Linked DNA regions of Oryzias latipes: region 2 is linked to region 1. Evidence: chromatin contacts called from public Hi-C data. All regions are on one chromosome and are shown on one strand. The core of a region is the stretch at or near the end of the contact, and the rest is flanking DNA. Distances in the headings are between cores, read along the strand shown. Region 1 holds the start of pyroxd2 (pyridine nucleotide-disulfide oxidoreductase domain-containing protein 2). Region 2 holds the start of hps1 (Hermansky-Pudlak syndrome 1 protein).

Region 1 (6,568 bases), core at 2,494-4,993:
ACCCCTGTCAATCATTTTACCAGCACTTGATTTCTGATTTTGAACGCAAGAATGAAAGTCATTGTAAATTTAAATGTAAAAAAAAAGTAAAACTCTAATTACATATTGACACAGCAGGTTCTCAATATCAACAAATAATATTTTTTCTTTTAACAAAATAAGTAGATAAAACGCAGAAAACTGGACTCGATTTTTTAAAAATTATAATTAGTAGAGAAGTTTAACCTTCGAAAATATGATGTACATTTTTAAGAAGTTATAAGTAGTCGTCCTAACACTTTAGAGTTTAAAAAGCACCTTAGAGAATAGGTAAACCAACCAAGAATCATCTTGACAAGTATTTTTTTTACCTGCCTTATCTCCATACATGGAATCTACCTGGATGAATGAGAATTTACACTGACAAGTTTCTTCTTCTCAATAATGTGATGAAAGACGAACTGTTGACTGAGTGTATGCAGAGAATTTCACTCACAACAGCAAGTCAAAAGCAACAAAACCGATACACATCCATATGTGATTAATACTTTAAAAAATATATATTTACCTATTTTTGAATATTTTAGAAAAAATATAAAATCATACTCTGAACATTCACCTAATCTAACTAAAAACAGGGAAGATGGGAAAAAAAGTATTATTATTTTTGTCATACTTCTAACATTTCTTACAAAATAAAGCAATCATTTGAGGCTATTGTTCAAACAATCTTCCCAAACCACAACTTCATTTTAATTCCTGCTGAATTATAGCAAAAAATCTAAACTTATCCAACTATTTCAGCAATGTATAAAAAGAAATTCAATTTGTTTCAAGATATATGTATAATTTTCACAAGCAAACTTTTGCTGGTTGAGACATAAACAGCAGCATTCTGACAACTAAAATCCCCCAACATGAGATCCTAAAATAGTTATTTGTTTAACTGACTTTTAGATTTATTGGAGAGTAAAAAACGGATTTCCTCAAATACAAATAATTTTTTACATTTGGCTGTTCTGGAATCAAGTGTCCCATTTGGATGTCCCTTTGAGATATTAACTTACATGAGAAGCAAAATTAAACTCAAACTTTATGTTAATAGTTTAGGATCAAGTCCAGTAATATTCAAGATTTTAAGTTGAACAGTTGAACAAAAATCTTAATAAAATTCATTAATTCTTTAAACCAGTTTATATACTGCAGACACAGTTCCAGAATTACAGCAGTTTTCATAAAGAACTGACATTCAAGAGCCTTCTGATCTCTAGTTTTTAGATCAGCATTTATTAAAACAACTCCCATCTTATTGACATCACAGGAAATCTACTTATCTTGGGGTATAAGAGACATCAGATTGTTGCGAGTCATCTGCCAAAACAAGCAGTTCAAATATGGAACCATTTATACAAGGTAAATTATTCTTTATAGATTATACCAACTCTTTGCATATTCCGACTGGCGGTCAGCCTGTGAGAGGTCTTTTGGACAAAGCTTACAACCACAGCCAATTAAGATTTCAATGGAAAAATGCTGGACTAACTGGAATAGACAACTGTAGTAGCTAAAGATACAAATCCATCCACAGAAAAAAACATATTTGTAACAAAAACTGCCATTTTGAAATAAAAAGGATTTTGTGATTTTTTAAATAAATATTAAACAGAATAACTATATTTTGGGGATTTAAAAGCCATTTTTTATTAAAAATGGTGTTAAGGGAGCCAACATCTTTGATGCTATCTTATCACAAAAAGGGTTAATTGCATCTTGGTCCGGAGCTGCTAGAGCTTAATTGAATTTTCTGTTTTATTGCCTGGAAGGGCCTTCAAGGGCTGCAGTGTTGAATTTCTGCAGACAAAGGGGAATGAAGTGTTAATTTCTGCTTACAAGAACAAAATCTCCAGTCTGTATTCTGTGATCTTGTTATGGTTGATTGCCTATTTTCCGCAGACACTCCTTTTAGGAAAACCAAGCAGACAGCTTATTAGGATCATTCCTCTTCTCTGAAAGTAATGCTACTCTAATATGCCAAGGGAGAAAGGAATTTTAAGTCTCGAAGGAAACTCTAGATCATCATAAAACCCCATTTCATTCTCCCTACCAAGAGAGTGCACAATCTATACAAACCCCAGGAGTTGTTTTACACTGTCTAAGCAAAACATAGTTAAAAATCCACATTATAGAGGCAAGATGAGAAGATAATTTACTAATGTTCTGCTGTGTTTAGTTGTTTTTGCTCTAATCATCATCCTCTATTCCTGTTATCCCAGCCAACGAGCTCCCACTCTGAAGCCGTCCGCTCTATGGATCTCTGTTTATCCGTCCACACAATTGATGTATGGCCTCTTAACTCATTATTGCATGGAAGATGAACCACTAGGTCAACACGACATCTTCAACAGCAACACTAGGAGACCATTTCGCCTTAAGAGCTCATCTTAAAGCTCTTAAGACAGGTCCTTATACCTTGATAGAACTCAAACCAGTGGGAAAAAAAGGAAAACACATTGAGTAAAAGACCACATATAGTCTTTGAAGTCATCACTGCATTCCTTAAATATGGTTCTCCCAAGCTTGATCTGTATAAAATCAAAGAGCTTTCTTTGTCTTGAGACTTTACTGATAAAACCTTGAACACAGTGAAACAGCGGAAAAAAGGTCAGAGCAGTTCTACTTCCTGAGGAGGCCCAGGTCATTTAACATCTATGATGAGGATGTTTTTTGAGTCTGTGGTGTCTAGTGCCATCTTGTTTGTTATGAGGGCCGCAGACTCAAACGGACTGAATAAACTGTTCTGCAAGGCCTGGGACGTGCTGGGAATGAAGCTGTACTCCTTAGAGACAGGGATGGAGAGAAGGATGCTTCAAAAACTGCAAAGTGTCTTTGACAACTCCACCCAACCTCTCCGCCTGCTCCTGGACCATTACAGGAGTACACAGACAGCTAAAAACTCCCCTCAACAAGAACTGAGGGCCACAGAAGGTCTTTCCTTCTATGGCAATAAAACTGCAGAACTCCTCTATTAAAGCCTGTTAACTTCATAATTTTTTGTCTGGGGTTATTGGTTAATTGGAGCTTTGCTAAAAGTGCAAGTTCCCTTGTAATTTGGATCAGACTGGCCCGGATATAGCCAGCCCCACTATGGGGTGTGCGTAGAACATCGGGGGGTGCAAGTCAAACAATCATCATATCATTTGATTTATCCATTTTACACGTTTTATTTTGAATGCTCTTCTGACACTACATTTACCGGGCTTGGGACAGGCACAAGCAGAATGCTGGTTTGTTCCTTGTTAAGACTGCTTTTATTTTTTTTTTCACTATGCATGTCTGTCTGTCTAACTGTCCTCCATCAGTCCCACTGACCGATCCGGCCTCAGGATCAGAACATGGTTTCCCAGTGTCAGAAGGTCAATTTCGCCCTCCTGTGGTCAAAAGCAGAATAACAGATTTACCTGATTTCTGTCTCCTTCTCAACGTTTAATGATAAGGAATTTAAAAAAAAATTGTTTTGAGCAGACCTCTAAATGTTTTATTTTCTTCTTCTATTTTTTTTAACTTTTTATCTGTGTCGGATTAAAACATGCAAATTAAGTTGGATGCAGCTTATCTTCGCTATGTTTTGCATCCTGCTCCATGAAAAGCTAATTATTTTCCATAACCAAAAATTCCAAAATCATTTATTTAAAACAAAAATCTCTATGTGATCGTTTTTGCACTAGTTTCTCTGTGGGGCTCCATATGGAGGCGGGACTGTGGCTTTTCAGCGCGTCTCAAACCGTCGACATGGCTGCAGCAGCGGCGCGCATCGATCGAGGACGCAGGTCTGTGTCTCTTTTGGGAACAGGGACGGGATGCAGGGCAACACATACCACGCCAAAATCCCGTTATGACGCGCTGGTCGTCGGAGGAGGTGAGCTCCATGGACTGCATTGAGGGGAAAAGATGCCGCTGTGTTGTGGTAGCTCAGCTGCGCGCCACTTTTAGAAGAAAGAAGAAGCTGCACAATGAATGTTTAACACGTTTGCTGATGACCATCGGGGCACTTTTTCATCAACAAAATGACAGAAAAACGTCTAAAAATATGTAGAAACTGGTTCTGTTATAAGATTTTGGTGCATATTGCTTCAACTTGCCATTACGCAACTCTGAACTCTATGGCCTTTGTTATTAAATAACTTTTGCGCAAAGCAACTTTTTTATTCTGCTTCACTGGAAAATGTTTTAATATAATTATTCAATAGGAAAACTGATTATTTTGGGGTTGTTTTGTTTTCTTCCAGGACACAATGGACTCGTGGCAGTGAGTTCAAGCACTACTTTTTCAAAACTCACTGTACGTTTTGTCCATCACTGAGTAAAGATGAGCGTGTGCGCAGGCAGCGTATCTTCAGAAAGGAGGGGTGAAGACAGCTGTTTTGGAGCGCAGACATGTGCTTGGAGGAGCAGCTGTCACAGAGGAGATCTTCCCTGGTATGGATCTTACAGGTTCCACATAACGGATCATTTCTTTAAGACAAGACAAAGATTATTTAAAAACATTTAAATTATACCCCCCTATGTTAATATTTACATTGGTTATGCAACATTTTTTTTCAAGCAGCAGTTTATATTTCCCATCATGTTGGCACATTTTCTGCCTGGTTGGTTACACTTTCTGACATGAATGAAGCTCAAAGTTCACGTGGAACTTAAATTTGATGAGATTAGGATGTTCCACTTGCTCTCTCTGAGTAATAACACGTCTGTATGCAGGATTCCACTTCTCCAGGTGCTCCTACCTGCTCAGTTTATTACGCCCTCACATAATTAGAGACCTAGAGCTGAAGGTAAAGGCAAGTACATTGTTTTCTGTCCAGGTGATGGTGAAAGTTTACTTTTTGTGTGTGTGTGTGCTTCAAATACATAGAAACACGGGCTTAAGGTGTACTTGAGAGACCCTCATGCTTTCACTCCTATGTTGGAAGATGGGGTGAGAGGCGCCCCACCGCGATCCCTCATTCTGGGCTCAGATCTGGCCAGCAACCAGAGGGAGATTGGCAAGTTTTCACAAAAGGATGCTAAGGTGATTCAGTCATCAAACAGTGCTTTTGAAGTATTTTTCATAACTTTGCATTGCACTTGGACTGTATATGTGCCTTTTACTTCAGATGAAAATGTTATAAATCCACCTCCTTGTGATCTTTTGCCCATCCACATTCTTCACAGGTTTACCCAGAGTTCACTGCACATCTTGAAAAGCTAGCAGGAGCTATCCACCCTCTGCTGGACAGTTCACCTGTAGATATTCCAGGTGTAACAACTGGATCCCTGAAGAAAAGACTGTCTGCAGCCAAGACTCTAATGCCAATTCTTAAATGTGGTGTGTTAATGGAAATGCATTTCAAAAACTGCATTTTCCTTTGATACATTTGAAGCATATATTCCTTTTTTGGGTGTTCCTCAAAGGTTTAAAACTTGGGAGGAATGTTCCAGATTTTTACGAGATTTTAACTGCACCAATTACGAAGGTTTGCCATTCCTTGTTTGCAAAAAAGTATGAGATATTCCTTTTTTTGCTTTTGAAATGGCTAACTTAAGTTGTGCTTCAAAGATTCTCTTTCGCTGGTTTGAATCGGAGCCCCTAAGGGCAACTCTGGCTACTGATGGTGTGATAGGAGCAATGACCAGTCCTAGTAATCCTGGTAGTGGGTGAGATATTCTTAAAACAATTCTAAACATAAATGATCTCTTTATACCCTGCCACTGATTTGTTGGCTTTACAGGTATGTTCTCTTACATCATGTGATGGGGGAGCTGGAGAAGGAGAAGGGCGTATGGGGCTATGTGGAGGGAGGCATGGGAGGCGTTTCTCAGGCGATGGCTAGAGCAGCTCGATCTCATGGTGTTGACATTTTCACTGAGAAGGTAATGTTTTTTATGGATTATGATGATTTTCTGTGTTATTTATGAGTTCACAGTATTCATTTCAAATTTTTAACATCCTTAGTCTCTAAATTCAGTGGAAAAAGTTTTTTTAAATACCTACATACACATGAAAACTATATTTTTGTAATTTTAAACATGTTCTTGTGGCATTTGTCTGATGAAGGACATACAAATTAAGCTTAAAACAGCATTTTTCTGAGTATTTCTTTATTCAAATGTTTTTAATCAGGAGCAGATTAAAGAAATGCCATTTATAAAAGACTGCATTTGTGTCATAGAAAATGCAACGAGTGGGCTACGAGCTCCCCGCTCCTCTCCATTCTGATGCATCCGCTTGTAGACGACTAGATCCATATGGGTCTTTGTTTTCCTCGTTTGAGCTGGGATCTGACTCAAAACTGTATGCCTTGATAGATCCAATATTACTTGGCATTTTTGTTGCACCGGTAATGTTAGGTTGGAGGTGTGGGGGGCTGTAAGCCAGCGGAAAAGATTGTAAACAGATAGCTCAGTTAAGGGTGATGGGGAGGGCGGACAGGGTAACTTCGGTTACTCTTCTGCAGAAAATATGACTTATAAAGCGATGCAATATTTTAGATTTTGGAAAAAAAAAGCATAGTCACCATTAAAAGACCACTGGAAACGCTTTGAAAAGACA
Region 2 (6,568 bases), core at 3,009-5,508, 140 kb before region 1:
CTGATTGGACAAACTTTCTTGGCAAAACTTTTAGCAGGCTCCTACATTCCTGTAGAATGTCAACATTAATCATTTTTTGTCTGAATATTGAAACCGTCTCACATTTCTTTAAAAAACAAATGTTCTAAGGTCTTTCTCTCCACCGACCTGAACTGCTAGAGTCTCTGCTGGAAGGGGAGGGCTCTGGTGTGTAAAAGCTCTCAGGGCCGGAACCTGATGTGCTCTCAGCATCCTTCACAAACAAAAACACTTAAGATATTAATACAATGAAGAGCTGGAACTTCCAAATAGTTGTAGATTTGCTTTGAGTAGCTGATGGGTGGTTGTACCTCAGGACTCGGTTCATCCAGTTCTACGTTGCTGGGATACATATTCTGCGCCATGATGATGAGGGTTAAAAGGTCAGAGGTGTTGAGTGTGCTTGCAGTGCGGCTAAAGTGGAAATGGAAAGGAAATGAAAGTAAATACATGTCCTTTTTTTCTGAAAATATCTCCTCTGTGTGCACAAATAAGAATTTAGATGTTGAGAAGAGTTCAGGCAACGACATGAACTCTATGGAAAACAGGCACCTGGAGTAGAAAGCGAGCAGTTTGGTGTGAACTAGGATGAAGGTGTGCAGCACCTCCTCTCCTGCTCTCTCCACTAGTGATGAGCTATTGATCTGCTGAACTAAACGGCGCTCCAGGAACTCGATGCACTGCTCACACAGCGTGGGGTGGATTAGCCTCTCCACTGCCTGAGAAAGAAGGGACAAAACCGAAAGAAAATTCATAACACAACTGAAATGAAAACAAGATTTCTACACAAGCAGCCACAAACCACAAAAGGTACAAGAATGCTGAATATTCAATGTTACAATGAATTTATGGGAATAGCACATAGTCCAAGAACTTAATTAAAATTCAGGAGATTCATTCCATCAGACTAAAAACACAGTTGACCTCAGTTTATGAAAGGGGAAGTATCTGCACAGCCACTGAAACTCAGTCCATGCATTCCACAGATCAGAGGTGTATAGTGATTGACTCTGCAGAAAGTTGGTGATCTATGCACATGATGAGACTGAGTTTACTTGTCTCCAACTTCACGGCTGAGCTGCTGGAGTTCTCAATAGGTAGCGATTATGTAATGATTAGCCAGGTGAGATCCTATCACAGCAGCATTGTTTGGGGAAGCAGTCTACATGCCTCAGTGTAGGAATTTGCACAAATGTGGCCACAAAAAAACAGAATTTACTTGTTTGGATGAGAGAGTGAATTCTTTTGGCAATAGAGTGAGGTTCGTTTGGAACATCTAGAGATTGAGCTGATATTTAAATGTATTTTTGCCCACAAATTAGAGGGAAATTTATAAAAAAATAAAATAAAATAATCCTGCCGCTCTGCAGAAACTATATCCTAGAAAATGACACAGATTTTTTTTTATTTTGGAAGGGAGAGCTTTTAAAATCGATCAAAGGATGATGGGAGTGGGAAGGGAAAAATAAACTATCAGAAGTCCTTTTAAGGCTTTGCACAGGACTGACAACGCTACAAAAATGATTGGTTTCAGATAAATCTGCTCAAGAAGGTCAAAGTAACAATTCACACCAAACAAACATTTGTTTTTTTACCAACTTTATGGCCCAACAGTAAACAAACCTTTCACAAATGAGTAGTGTCTTTTTAACTAGTGCAAAAGGCACAATTTGTTTAATGGATTTTTACTTGTGTAACCCACTTGTATGTACAGTGGTCCCACGGTTATCGTATGACTTACATTCTACAATAAATACGCAATAGAGAAGATCAGTGAAGAAGTCATCTTTTTTTACGATGAATATAATGCTGTAAAACCCTCACTACACATTTTATACACTTTTCTCAGACAGACAATAAGATTTTCTTGTTTAAACTCTCATAGTTTAAACGAAAATAAGTGCAGTATTATCTAATGAAAACCACGATCTGCCTGCAATTACAGATTTATGTAAATTTGGCAAACTGAACTTATTCTGTACTGTGCAAAAGACAAAGCAGAAGAGATTGATACACAATGGTCTACAGCCAACCAGGACGCAGAACCTAATGTGTTGAAACAAAAAAAGAATGCAAAATTGTGTTGTTAAAAAATCTGTGATACAGCCAGAAGGTGAACCACGTTGTAGCGAGGGGACACTTTAACAATGTACTTATTGACCTCCACTAAGAAACTCTGGTCACTCTCTCTGAGGTAGTTGTAGGTCTCTACGAGGCTCTGCAGATGTTTCCACAGCCTCACTCTTTGTTCTGTATCCTGAGGACGCAGTCTGGAAACAAACAATACAGATTTTACATCAACCAAAAGCTCCAGCGTGCACCGGCAGGAGTTAAATTGCTGCACAAAACGGTGTTTTACTCTTTTCTGAGGAGGCTACCGCTGAGGGTCACCATGCCAAACATCACTTCAGTCATCTTTCTCAGCACATAGAGCTTTCTCCTCAAATCATCCTCCTTCTCCTCACCGTCACCGTTCACAGCAATGTAGAGACACTCATCGAACTGAGGAGGAAAAAAAATGTCACAATCGGGCTCAGGAATAAAATGGAAAAGAGCGAAAAAAGCCGCTCTAGGATTTGCAAGGAGTGAATGTCAAACAAGTGTTGGAAGTGGATTACTGGGTCAGGCGCCTCAAGAGGATAAAGCTTTACTTCATTCCTCTACAAAACTCACATGACTAACGTGACGGCCTACTAAAAAGAGAGGCCTGCTCTCAGCTTACTGCCCTAAAGTCAAAAACATTTCTAGGCCAAAATGATTTCCTAATAACGGTCTTACAAAAACTAAAAAATAAAATAAAAAAAGAACAAACAATGGATTAGTGTCAAGAGATTTCATCTTTAAATGCTGCTCTCATTTTACCTGGCACAGTGCGTAGATGTGGTTGTTCTCTGTGGTGAAGGAGGTGTAGCTGTCACCCTGTCTGTACACCATGGTGCCGCAGGAGATAATGATGGGGGCAAACAGAGTGCTAATGATGTCTTCAAAGGCTGGAAGCTATGAGGAATGCAATTAAACAAAGAGATTGGTTGTAAATCTACATGACACCTTGGGAGTCACAAAACGCATAAAAGTCTATTTGCATGAAGTTTTCCTCCTCCTCACCCCCTCGCCCTCTTCCTGGGACGAGCTGTACTTCTCCTGGACATTCTGCTGAAATTCCTGATCGGTCCAGTGAAAGAGGATCTCTGCGCTCTCACTGGCTATCAGCAGGCACTTCATCTGGACCACAGATGCTCTTGAGTCCCGCTTAAATAAAACCTCTTCCCAGCTGTGTTCACATTAGGCTGTAAAAAAAACAGAAGTATAAAAAGGCTAAAGACATCAAATGTAGACAGGAAAGCGCAGGCTAGTAAATCATTGCTGAAGTATGTTCACTCAATAAACAAATGATATGAATCTTACACTAAAAATAAAAAAAGAACTTTCAAAAATAATGGGAGCAACACAGTCCACTGTGATGCAAAACATGCAATCAAAGATGACAATATTAGAAATAACTGTCAAAAAAGATCTTTTATAAATTAAGTAGATTCCTTTTTATTACATTATTGTTTTTCTTCCTTTTTAACGTAGAAAAGTGCAGTTTAAAACAATTTTAACGAAGAATTCCTGTTTTAAAATGAACAAAAATTAGTAAAACAAAACAACAAAAACAAAAAACTAAATGGAAGGAGCCGTTTCCTTCCTTACGCTTTATCATTTTTTTAACCCCAAAGTTAAGAACCTCTAGTCTGATATTTTAACACATATTTTACTTAGTATTCTGAATAGTTTTTAAAGAAAAACAATACAATATTTTTTTTTTATTTACAAATTGTTCCCATCATCCCTCATCTGTCGGCTGATGAGAAGCTTTTTTAATCAAACCTGCTGATTCTGTGACCTGTCTTTCTGATTACAGTCTTCTCTTTAGTCTGAAATTGTTTAGAAGTAATGGGAACAAACAAAGGCAAACTACAGAAAAGTATTTTTCTTAGTTAGTTAGCTGTTAAACGTGAAGCTTCCATTGCGTATTTTTTCATCAAAGTCCTATTGAAAGTCAGTGCCTCCAGGACTCACTCTTTAGTCTCCGTGCTGGACGCTCCCAGCATCTCAGTCAGGCTCCTCGTCTATCCAGAAATGCTGGTTTCTTCCCTTTTTCCAGTCGTTCGTCAAAGTTTTCTCCTCGGGCTGCAGCGTCGGTGCAGCTCGTTTCCTTCCGCACCGACGCGAAACCAAAAGTCACGTGACCACATGAGCTGTCAGCGGCAAACAGGAAGTCTGCTCTGAGGGTCTGAATTATTCTGTTTTTGTTTTTTTTAAATAAAACACAAGTATTTGAAAACATTCTACTAAATCTACTCTGATAGTTTCCCTGAAACCATAACAAAGAAAACAACAAAAGACCATACCAGGGGTCTGCAACCTTTAAGGCTAAAAGAACCTTTTGGGCTAATTTCCTACTGACTGAAACCCAGAAAAAGTGGCAAGGTTCAGCAAACTACCCTTTATTTAGATATTTGAGGCCATTATGCTAGTCATTTATAAATTGTTGCTTTTGAATGTTTACAACAATTGAATTATGACAATGTTATATTCTTCTATTTTGAACAATTAACCTTTTTTTTTATCTTCCTTTCAAAATAAAAGGCACCCTATAAAAATCTTCCAGCTGCAAAAAAACAAAAAAAAGAGAAAAATATATCATTATGATAATGATGTAAATTCATCCTTTTTCTCGTTTTAATTTTGAATAAAGACATGACAACATTTGTCTACAGAGCAATTAATAATTAATAATCTAAACACGTAACTATGCGGTTCTATAAAACGTAACCACTGTTTCACTGTTGTGCAGCAGAATTAAACTTATTCTAAAACTAACCATTCTGACATTAGACCATACCACCATAGTTTTGCTCATGTTAAAAATCTAAACATAAATGTTAAAAGTTAACTAAAACAAATTAACTAGAAATGCAAACTCATAATTTATTCAAATTGTTAGCATTTTTCTTCAAAACCAACCTTGTATTTTGTTTGTTTACTATTTTATTTCTATAGAAATTGATTGACACGTGCTCTGTACTTTTTTTTTTAAACTCCACGTTATCGTAAAACAGAGAACTCAAAGGAAAAAATAGAAATGGATCTGAAATATACGAAATGCTGAAAAGATTAACCTTTTTTTCAAAGTTTTTTTCCAGGAGCTTGAAGAATGCTGACCCAGTCATGTGCTGGGGCTTGACGTAAGCCACATGACGGAGATGCTGCTGCACTACTTTGGTATTTTTCAACCTGACAGCTAATGCTGGAACAGATGAAGCTTTGAACTCTTTTATTTTTAGCTTTCCCACTAAATGAGGGAACCGTCTGTGAAAAATTGCAAAAAGTTCATAAGAAAACAGTTACTTTATTTTAAAGACACAACCAAAAAAGTGGGGTCCAATGAGAGCATAAACCAACAATTTTATTGCTGAAATACAATAAAAATGTAACATCAATAAATATAATATAGACATAGGTCTATACAAAAGAACCTTTCCACACAGATTCAATTTTTAAACTAAAATTGTTTTGATGTGTAAATGGCGTATACTTATATAGAGCTTTTCTACCTACAAGGCCCAAAGTGCTTTACAGTCACAGACCCGTTCACCCATTCACACACACATTCACACACCAGAGGCAAGGTGGAGTTCAGTGTCTTGCCCAAGGACACTTCGACACATGGGTGTGCAAGGCGGGAATCGAACCTGCAATATTACAATCATTGGTCGACCGCCCTACCGCTGCACCACGGCCATGTGTGCAGGACAGGTAAATACATTTTGAATGCTGTTGGCAATAAACCCAACAGGTTTGACATTACCCAATACACACTGTGTGCAGTAGAAGGAAAAATTCCCTTGTACACTCTTAGTTCACAAATGTCATAAATAAATCTAATTTAAAAATTTACACATTTTATTTTCTTTTTTTTTATATTTTCATAAAGAGATGTAAATTAGACGTTTTTTTATATGGTGATGTGTGGCTGTGGAGGAAAATCCATGCATCAACAATTGACCAAAATCATCCACAAGATGGCGCCAAATTTCAATATTTGAAGCTGATTCCATCCTCACCCGTATTGTTTATTTATTTGGTCTTGGGTTGCAAGGACAGCAATCTAAGAAGGATACCCAGGCCTTTATCTTCCTGGTCACCTCTTCCAGCTCTACTGAGAGATACCAAAGTGTTCCCAGGCCAGTCAACAGATACAATCCCTTTAGCATGGTTAGGGCCTCCCTCTGGTTGGACAGAACCAGAAGGCGTCCTGCTGGCTTTCCTGCCACATGGACAAATCCCCTCCTATTGATATTTCTTATGGTGGAGTTGTGGTAAATTTTCCTAGCAGGCTCTCCAGTGGCTAATAGATCCTAAGCAACAGAAAATACTGTTTTCCTTCTATGAGCAAAGATTGCCAGGGCCCTACTTTGAAGCCTGGAGGTGGCGCTCTTCTGTGAGACCCTGGTGGCTGGATCTGCACTCTCGGAACCCCCCTCCTTCCCTCCGGCGCCTAAGT

The links. A called contact is a pair of places that touch in the nucleus more often than the background predicts.
Region 2: a Hi-C map of embryo shows a contact between it and region 1, with 2.1 times the contacts expected there. The contact joins the promoter of hps1 here to the promoter of pyroxd2 in region 1. A contact is called at or near these places in 2 of 5 Hi-C or Micro-C datasets (embryo and fibroblasts).

What each region holds. Positions count from the first base shown.
Region 1 is chr15:22,779,126-22,785,693 of ASM223467v1, reverse strand. It overlaps pyroxd2 (pyridine nucleotide-disulfide oxidoreductase domain-containing protein 2), which reads left to right and starts at 3,743. Exons shown (of 16, transcript XM_004077383.4): 1 at 3,743-3,895; 2 at 4,266-4,285; 3 at 4,362-4,455; 4 at 4,738-4,811; 5 at 4,892-5,047; 6 at 5,191-5,344; 7 at 5,431-5,492; 8 at 5,576-5,673; 9 at 5,748-5,889. The coding sequence starts at 3,769.
Region 2 is chr15:22,918,399-22,924,966 of ASM223467v1, reverse strand. It overlaps hps1 (Hermansky-Pudlak syndrome 1 protein), which reads right to left and starts at 4,258. Exons shown (of 18, transcript XM_023963410.1): 1 at 4,081-4,258; 2 at 3,124-3,305; 3 at 2,881-3,015; 4 at 2,378-2,520; 5 at 2,180-2,288; 6 at 571-737; 7 at 330-432; 8 at 148-232. The coding sequence starts at 3,240.